Regions from separate parts of the Mus musculus genome. Here region 2 is linked to region 1. A link is a contact called in public HiChIP or PLAC-seq data. All regions are on one chromosome and are shown on one strand. The core of a region is the stretch at or near the end of the contact, and the rest is flanking DNA. Distances in the headings are between cores, read along the strand shown. Region 1 overlaps Ccdc172 (coiled-coil domain containing 172). Region 2 overlaps 1810007D17Rik (RIKEN cDNA 1810007D17 gene).

Region 1 (4,782 bases), core at 1,691-4,190:
TTTCTGGTTTTTTAGAATAGCACAACTCAAACTGTTGTGCCAATGAAGACATATTTTTAAGGTTTTTAATAGTTTCTCCCAGAAAGATTATTATAGTCTAAACTGCCAAAACATCATTTGTATATTAGAAATTAGTGTGTCTTATAAGCAAAAGAATGTTGTCTGTACAGTGTTAGTTACAGTGTTGCTCACTTGCAGAATTTGTGGCATCGTCTCCATGATTTCAGCTTTTCATGCTGAACCTTGTGTCACTTACTGAAAATTTCATTATTTAAATCTGACTTATGGTGTGTTTTTCTCATAAAAGTTCATAATTTGTATAGTGTTATAATCTTTGATAGTAATTATGTATTTGCTTAATTCCTTAGTTATGTGTTTGCTTCTGAACTCCTTTCAGTCTTGAGAAAGCCTGTTTCTCTACAGGATTTTAAACAGTATATTTTCTGGTACACTGAAGGATCATGGTGAAGTCTGTGCAAAAGGTAGAGAGAGGAGTTTCTGGTGTGTTTGAAGAACAGCCAGGAAAGCAGTGGGTGGGGAATGGAGAGTGAGGAGGCTGTGAGAGGCTGGAGAAGGGTGGCTGTGCAGACATGCTAAGGCTGAAAGGCTGGCACAGTCCCATACTGAAGCTTCCTTGCTTGCCACATGAGGGTTACTGTGCCAGAGTGGTAAAGCTGATTTAGAAACACTAGCACCTGGTTTTTAAAAATCTAAAGCTTGCTGGGTGTGGTAGTATACGCCATTAATCTCAGCACTGGAGAGGCAGAGACAGGTAAAGCTCTGTAACTTTGAGGCCAGCCTGGTCTAAATAAGGAGATCCTGGCCAGCCAAGGCTACATAGTGAGACTTTTTCTCTAAAAATAAAGCTAAGGCCTTAATATCTGTTGTCAACTTGCTCAGTGGTGCAGTCTGGTGTTAGAAGTGTATTCTGTTGTGGTTGTAAGAGCCCTGGGCCTTTTCCTTGGTTCTTGTATGGTATTAGCCATATGAAGTCTGCATGTCTCCTTGTGTATCTTGTGTAAAGTTGCCTCTTGTGCTGTGAGCAGATGACATGACAGGCAGAGCTGCTTGCTGGAGACTGAGCTGGCTTTGACAGCGTCAGTTACACAAGGAGTGTCGTGGACAGACCAATGCTGATCCATAACATGCTGTGCTTACTTTCAGTTTCTAAGTACCTGAAGGCATGCAGGCAACAAAGCAGTGAAGAGCCATGGATAGCAGCTCTGTTGACCACAGACCTAGCCACCAGATAAGTCAGCTCAGTATCCAAGAGGAATGAGCAGGGGTGGGGAAGCCTTTAATACTGAAAGAGGCAGACTTAACAAGGGAGATGGCACTGCTGTAAGCTAAATTGTACCAAAACAGTGACACTTTCTGACAAAGGTTGGCCATTTGGGTCTAGAATGCAACATTAAGGCTTTATACAAATATTTTCATTTTCAGTCAGGAAACAGACAGAGGTAAGAAAGAGAAATCTGTGTTCCTGCCATTAGGAACTTCCCACCCCTTTCTTTATATTGCATGCTGTCTCTTGAGGTCAGGAGCAATTTAGGAGACAGAGTCAATAATTTCTTTAGTTTCTGTTTACTGTAGACTAAACGGCTCACACTGCCATAGGCATGTTAGTGTCTCAGCTCAAACTTGATACGTCTGAAATCATTTCTCACACAGTACAGTTTGTGGCTTTACAGTATTTCCCTATCAGATCCCTCCTTGGCTGTTATCTTGTAACAAAGCAGAGGTAAGACGTCTGCAAGACAGTAATTCTGTGAGTGAGTAGTACACTCATCCTGTGAGTAAGTCAGGATTATATGTAGCTGGACTCTGGTTACTTTGTGGGTTCTTCTTTCTTCCACCCTTTCAATTTCCTAACACTAAACAAGAGAAAAAAGGATGGAGAGTGAAGGAAGAGATCCCTGAATAAAGCCAGGGTCAGTGAGGGGTCGAAGTCATCATTAGACGGCTTCCTGCTGAGTACAGCCTTGAGGTCCTGGGGGCATGGGTCATTTCTGCCATCAGAACATCTCAGTTCTTCTTGTTTCTTTGTGTACAACTACTTAACAGATCACAACCAACAGCAACCAGCCAAAAACCCACCAACATTTCACCTTATCTCTCAGGATCCTAGCATCTATATACACTCTGAAATGTTCCCAAAATTCCCAACATCACACAATTGCAGAAACTGTTTGCAGCTGGAAAGATCACATCCCCACCAGAGCAGGAGGCAAATCATAGTCAGCTGCTGTGGACAGTCTGCCGCCCATACCCCACACCTGGGATTAAGCTGTTGCTCCTGAAGGCAAAACTTACACGTAGCAAAGAACCAGGCAAAGCCAAGTGCTTGTCTCTTAAGTTCTAATAAAGAATAGAGCCAGGTCACCCAATTTCAGTGTCACCTCATCTGTACCCTGACCCATTGATGACCATAGCACTGGGAGGCGGCATGTAGGAAGCCCATCTCCCTTCGGGGCAGTGACTTTCCACCTTCTCCCACTTCCTCTGTTGTGCTTTCCCCTTGGTTGTCACGAGTGTTAAAAAAAGTGCGTGTGTGTGTGTGTGTGTGTGTGTGTGTCTGTGTGAAGGAGAAAGTGAGTGAGTAAGCATGGGTGGGTGTGGCTGTGAGTGTGTGGAGCTCAGAGGACGACTTTGTGCAGTTGGTTCTTTTCCTTCCACCCTCTGTTTTCTGAGAATCCGTATCAGAAACAGAAGTCAAGAATGTCAATCCTGAATGTGTACTATTAGCACATTAACCAGAGCCTGCAGCCTGAGTGCCCGCCCCTTAGTCCAGGACACTTAAGGAAAATACGAGACTCATTTGCCATTTTTTCTCTCTTTTTTTTTTTTTTTTTTTTTTTTGGTAACTCACGTGTACAGTTTTCCAACGTGATCTGTGTCTGAGACACTGTTGAGTCACAGTGTCACACGGCTGGGCACTGCTGACTCATCTGTGTCTGAAGCATTGTTATGGGCAGTGGTGCTGAAGTTCTTTTTATTATCAGAATTACTCAGAGGCAGCTTTAGCATTTCCATTTTAATGCCGTGATTTAGCAAGAAGGATGCTGAGAGACCTGGATTTTAACCCCATGCTTACCCCTAATCAATTAAACGTCCTTTATAAAATCTTGAACTTGTGGGCTGATCTTAGTCTCCTTTGTATAACAGCAATGAAGCGTCGTCGTGTTCTTACACTGAACAAATGAGGGGCTGCTTTGATCCTTTCCTTGTCTGCCCTGCTGCCTTGCGTGTGACGTTAAAGTCTGGAAACTGCATTTCCTGATTCTGCATCAGGGACACGAAGCCCCTCACTGTCCTCCCGGGGGTTTCAGGCATTACCTCAGTCATGCAAATGTATGTCTTTATCTGTGTCTGTGTCTTCAGATACGGTTGATGGGAACTGCACCCAGGACCCAGGTCGGGCGGCTGTGCTACACCTTATAGAAATGGAAGATCGTGTTTCTATTTCACGTCAGCTATTTTTTTCTAAATGCCAGTATTCCTAGGACTTACTAGCTGTAATATTTCAAAATGTCTTTGAAGCCAACCCCGTGGCTCTGGAATAGACTGCTCCCAGGCTCTTTACTGCTCAGTGTCTTCTGGGACACAGATTTCACAACCCGTCTCTCACCTTGAGGAAGTTCTTATAACTAACATAAATCTTGCTTTCTGCAATTTAAGTTGAATTTATATCATTTTTCTTTTCTCTGTAGAGATGAGAACAGCCCCAAGCTGGAGGTAACACACTGTCATGAGGACCAGTACTGAATGCTGCAGACAAACTATTTTAGTTTCTTGGCCTTTCATTCTGACTTTGTCTCAGAAGGAACTGTTTTTAAAGTCCAAATGAAATAATATCGGTGCTTATGAAATCTTTTGCTCTTTAGAATAAAATGGGGCACAAAAGTTAAATTTTTGGGAGGGAGGGGGAGATGGTGGTCTCTGATCCTGTTTGTAAGGATCTGTTGGGTGAATGCCTGCAAGAGGCAAGGATGGATTTCGCTTCCTTAGCTTTCAGCCACCTGCCAGTGCTGACCTTGCTACCTACCACTGAGCCTCTAAAAATAAGACCCCTGAGTAAATGGGTAAAATTCAAAGGTTGGGTTCTCAAAATGTATTTGGGATATTTAGCCAAATTTACGTCTACTTTATGCATAGTTAACGTCATAAACCTGGGTCTGGGCTGTAGAGATTTTCCCATGTTTGGTGGTCACAGCGATTGATTCTTTCTAAGTTGTGAGACTAGAAGCCTGCTCCTTGAAACAAGCTGTCCAGACGTGGGCTTCAGTGTGCATGGTCAGATGCTGCAGTACTCAGCTAACACTTGTGCTGAATGTGGGAGGAAAAAGAAACCAGCTGTGCCCCTCAGGAGCCCAGAGTCTGTCTACTCTGTAAGCTGTGAGGACACTGAGCTCAGGACCGGCAGTCACTTAGAGCAGTGCATGCAGGGAGTCGTATGTAACAATTGCAGGCCTGTTCAATTAACTGAGCCCTCAGATCTGTATCCATTTGCTTCGTTCTGATTTCTGTATTTTCCTTTTGAAGGTTCAGCAGTTGTCTGAGAAATCTTTCCTCTTAGAGCTTCTGAAAACCCATGAAAACGCATTAGAGAGACAGCTCAGTGAGATTATCAGCGAGCGGGACACACTGCTCCAAGCCTGCGTAAGTCTCCAGCCACTGAGAAACATCTCAGTCAGCAATCTAACTGTGTCAAAGGCGTTTCAGTATGTGCAGCTTCACTTTGACAAAGTTATCTGTACCCGTATCAGCTGACAGTACTATTCA
Region 2 (4,782 bases), core at 1,515-4,014, 93 kb after region 1:
GTAGCTTGTATTTCCTCAATATTGATTAGTATTATTTTGTGAAGTTAACCGTGAGACACTGGTTTTCTTTAATATCTATAAGAAAGCTTTGTGCCAGATGTTTCTACAAGTAAAATAGATAAACTAAATTAAATTTGTCTTTATTAAGGATTTTCTAGAAAGCACTCATACTGTAAGCAGTGTCTCCTGTTGTTCACCTGGGATGGTTTCTTATTAATTATTGTTTATAGTCTTGTGATAAGAAGAGATGAAGCTTTTAAAAAATACATTTAATTGGTTTTGTACCACCCAGAATTCTGGACATCCTTAGGTTTTTATTAGACAAGTACTGAGCGTGTGAACACTAACCACGTGAGTGTATGGTGACAGCCTCTCCTCTCATAAAGGAGCCTGTGGTTATATGAGGCACCTCTTGCTGGCAGTGAGTCTACACAGGCTCCTCAGAAAAGTCCTTCCAAGCTCTGCCTCGGGCAGGAGCTGAACTGTCTCAGATTTTATCGTATTGTTAATGGACCTTCGGAGGTCTTTTTCTTTCTCTATCTCCGCAATATTAGTTGCATAGAACATGAAATGCATTTCCCATAGAAGGTGGGGTCTGTGGCAGTGAAGTAGTTAATTTATAGGCCTGTCAAGACACTTGAACCTACATTGTCTAAAAAAATAACACAGACCTTGCTGCTTAATGAGGGCTATACTTCAGATGTCCGCCGTTCTGCAAAATGTTCCACCGCAAAGGAATTTCCCACTGCAGTTTAATCTAAAGATGGCTAACCTCTGTCTATCTGCAGGGAGGGTTCAATGAAACAGCAATGTAGTCTGATTGCTGTGGGCCAGACACTCCCAGGCATCGAAGATGAAGATTCCTGAGCCACACAGTTCCCACTTTGATTAAGTACTCACTGTAGCTAGAAACAAGTACAAACACGTAAACAGGGGCGCAAGAAAGTTCCGTCCAGGGACCAGCACTGTGAAGAAAAGGCGAGGCAGCATGTGAACAATGTCAAGAGCGCTAGACTTGCAGTTCTCACAAGGGTCGGGTCGGTCAGCCTGAGATCCGGGACCACATTCTCACAGTGTCTCCCTGTGTCTCACCTTCCTGTCTGCTCGGGAAGGCTGGGGTATAAGGAGTCCGTACAGAGTTGAACTTGGGCTGAATGAGGCCTTCCTCTTATTTGAAGGAAAAAAAAAAAAATGGCTGTCGGTTTTTCTATCGATCCTAGAGCTTGGGCAGTGAGATGCTGTGAGCTAAGTAAAGATATGCTAAAGGCTCCTGAGAGCTGAAGTGTTAATGTGTTTGATGGATTAGCTCTTTGTTGATTAGAATGGCCTGTGTTTGGGCCCAGGGTTGAAGAGTGAGGGGTTTGGGGCAAAGTGGACCTGGAGCGCCCCAGGATTGGGGTAGAGTGGACGTGGAGCGCCCCGGGATTCAGTCACGTGTATCTCCGTACAGTGTCATGGTTTCCTTTTTCTTTATGGCTGCAGAAAACCCATTGCATTATACATCACATTTTCTTCATCCATTTATCTACTGATGGATACCTGGACTGGTTCTGTATCTGCGGCTGCAGGCCTTACTTTAGGGCTCTTATAGGGCAGAATTACCCAGTGATTGTCTGTGCCTTATTTCACTTATCGTGTCCTCAGAATTTATCTACATTATAGAAATATGTTAGAAATTGTCCTTTTTCCTTAATGGAGAACGATTTTCTGTTTTGTGTCTCCATTTTTTCTGGTAGTAAACTTTTGGGACATTTCTAGGTTTTTTTCTTTTTGTATTTTTTGTTTGTTTGTTTTGTTTTTTAATTAATAATGATGCTGTGAATGTAGGCATATAAGTTTTTCTTCATTTCTACTGCGATTTTTTTTGGGTTGTTGTTGTTGTTGTTGTTGTCAAGACAGAGTTTCTCTGTGTAGTAGCACTGGCTGTCCTGAAACTCACACTGTAGAACAGGCTGGTCTCAAACTCAGAAATCCACCTCCGCCTCCTGAGTGCTGGGACTAAAGGCAGGTGCCACCACCACTCAGATAAGTTTGTGCTTTGAATTCTCCTGTGTAAACACTTTGGTAAGTTTGTTGGATCAAAGGGTGATTCTATTTTTTAGTTTATATTTCTGAAGAGCTGCATGTTTCCCCCAATGATCGAACCACTTCTGAACCTACCACAGTCCACACGAGTTCAAATTCTCCATCTTTGCCAACGTTTGTTGTTTAAAAGAACAAAACAGGGGGCTGGTGAGATGGCTCAGTGGGTAAGAGCACCTGACTGCTCTTCCGAAGGTCCAGAGTTCAAATCCCAGCAACCACATGGTGGCTCACAACCATCCGTAATGAGATCTGACACCCTCTTCTGGTTTGTCTGAAGACAGCTACAGTGTACTTACATATAATAATAAATAAATAAATAAATAAATAAATAAATAAATAAAACAATTTATTTAAAAAAAAAGGAACAAAACAAGGCAAAAGCCTAAATAAAAACAGTCCAGTGAGAAGCAGCTGAAAAATAACCAACAGCACAACCACAACTCAAAACAAGACAGTGCTAGACCCAACTTGACACAAGCCTGAGTCCCCTGGGAAGTGGGAACCTCGGTATGATGGGGCTATCGGCACATTGTGCGGCATTCATTTGATCTCTGATTGATGTGGGAGGGGCCATTCCACTGTGGGCGGGGCCATCCATGGGCAGGTAGTCCTGGGCTATGTAGGAAAGGTAGCTGAGCAAGCCAGGGGAATAAGCCAGTGAGCAGGACTCATCCACCGGCTCTGCTTCAGTCCCAGCCTTGAATGTTTGCTTAGCAGAAACTCTCCCGCAGCAATGAGTCATGAGCTATAAGCAAATACACTTTTTCTACCCGAAGTTGGTTTTAGTAAGTGCTTTATCACAGCAACAAAAGCAAACACACAAAAGAATAGCCTACTGCAAAACATTATTTTTCATATTATTGGCTTAAACTCTTTTTCAGTTAGGGTCAAATATCAAGCATAAGACTTCTGTACATAATCATATTAAGAAGTATGCACAGGTATTTGGAAATTCTATAAAGGATTAATTCAGAGAAAGCACATTTATCATAAGCTGTCATTGGAAGATGGCATACCCTTTCCTGCGCCACCAGATTAAAAGCACATCAATCATTCACAGCAAGCCTCTGGGTGAGTTTTAGACTCCAGGATATTCCCTTTTACTAAGAAGCCACTGCTTTAAAAAAAAAAATTAGTAGTTCACTATAAGGCACCAAACCATTTTGTCTAAGCCTAAGCCATATGCCTAATGTAGGAGAATCCAGACTGAGAGGCTGGAGAGATGGTTCAGTGGTCAAGAACACTTGCAGCGAGCTCTTCCAGAGGACCAAGACACATGCAGATAAGCACATAAATAAAACTTAAAAGTAATAATATTAAATATTGGAACATACCTACTTAAGGAAAGAATATATGTAACATCCAAAATAAATTCAAGACTACCCAGTACCTTCCCTCTTCAAAAGGCGTTTCCAAACTGTACTAGCAGGCCAAGTACAGAGCCAGGTAAAGAAGCTGACTAACTAAACAAATATAGAAACATAGATTTAACGGTCAAAATGACTAACTTTACAGCTGCCAGAACAAGAGTAACAATTCCCCTGCCCTGCCTCACACTAAAAACCACAAGGACAGACAAAATGAGGGTCACCCTATACAAATCAACCAATGTCTAAGAAGGTTATTGGCTATACCAATTAAAATAAGCCAAACTACCCTAGTGCCTATATCTGGCCCTTACAAAGGTATAAAAAGTGTGTTCTTTCTTTGTTCTGGGTCTCTCCTCCAGCCTGCGTGCTGAGAGGGGGTTCCCCAACATGTTGGATAAGTAAGATCCTCATGCATTTTGCAACAATGGCGATCTCTGTGGTCTTTGTGAGTGAGGGTCTTTTGATAAGCTACAACACATACCGATTATATTTTATAACCACATTGCATTTTTGAAATCATACTACCCTGGTTGTGTATTGATTATTTGCTTAAAACAACAATTGTTTTAATGCCTGTGGTTCTGAGATTAACGTTCTGGCAAATTATGCTAAAACTCTATTATATCAGTTGGAGTCATTTATATGGTGCAGAGAGCTGAGAGCTACTGTATGCGAAGCTGGGTGTGAGGGGCCAAGATGGCTATCCATATCTGGAGCCAGGGGACTCCTCTCTCATGATTTCTGCACTATATAATACAAACTCGCATTGAACTCACAGTAATCCTTCTGCCTCAGCTTCTTAAGTGCTGGTATTATCCTTATAAATCATCACTTCTGCCTAATCTGGATTTCTCTGCATGGCAACTGGTTCTTTCTTATTTCATAATTATATTTATCTATTTATTTATGTGTGTGTGTGAATGTTTGTCACTTGTGTACAGGGTCCCCTGGAGACCAGAAAAGGGCATCAAATCTCTTGGAGCTGGAGTTATAGGCACTTATAAGGCACCTGATGTGGGTGCTCAGAACCAGACTCAACTCTTTTCCACTGAGCCATCTCTCCAGCCGATAGCAACTGGTTCTGAGAGAGAGAGAGATTGGATGTACAAAGGCCCCTTAAGTCTGAAGCCTGGGGATAGGGAGAAGGCAAAGATGGTAAAGTGCTTGCCTATAAGCACGGGGACTTGAGTTCAAATCCCAGAGTCCGTATAAAAAGGTCATACATGACACACACACTGGTCATCCCAGTGCCAGGTAGGCAAGACAGACAGACACTGAGGCTTTAGGACATCCAATCCAGCTTACTTTCCAAATTCTAGAACATCGA

Evidence for each region. HiChIP or PLAC-seq counts read pairs in DNA pulled down with a chosen protein or histone mark.
Region 2: a contact with region 1 is called in an HNF4G HiChIP or PLAC-seq map of pancreatic cancer cells. The contact joins two enhancer-like sites. A contact is called at or near these places in 3 of 39 promoter capture datasets (the 3T3-L1 cell line, 3T3-L1-derived adipocytes and pre-B cells), 2 of 484 Hi-C or Micro-C datasets (the HPC-7 cell line and cortical neurons) and 1 of 115 datasets of contacts at active chromatin or transcription factors (pancreatic cancer cells).

What each region holds. Positions count from the first base shown.
Region 1 is chr19:58,521,306-58,526,087 of GRCm38.p6, forward strand. It overlaps Ccdc172 (coiled-coil domain containing 172), which reads left to right. Exons shown (of 9, transcript NM_029372.3): 4 at 4,543-4,659. Among named protein-coding and RNA genes, the nearest start is that of Ccdc172, 12 kb to the left of the region's middle. Within about 2 kb of position 2,941, at least 72 of the 459 cell types and tissues checked have an H3K27ac peak or open chromatin away from gene starts, as enhancers often do. A contact at or near this core is called in pancreatic cancer cells, where this site is marked.
Region 2 is chr19:58,614,062-58,618,843 of GRCm38.p6, forward strand. All of the region lies in intron 1 of 1810007D17Rik (RIKEN cDNA 1810007D17 gene), which reads left to right. Among named protein-coding and RNA genes, the nearest start is that of 1810007D17Rik, 10 kb to the left of the region's middle. Within about 2 kb of position 2,765, at least 15 of the 459 cell types and tissues checked have an H3K27ac peak or open chromatin away from gene starts, as enhancers often do. A contact at or near this core is called in pancreatic cancer cells, where this site is marked.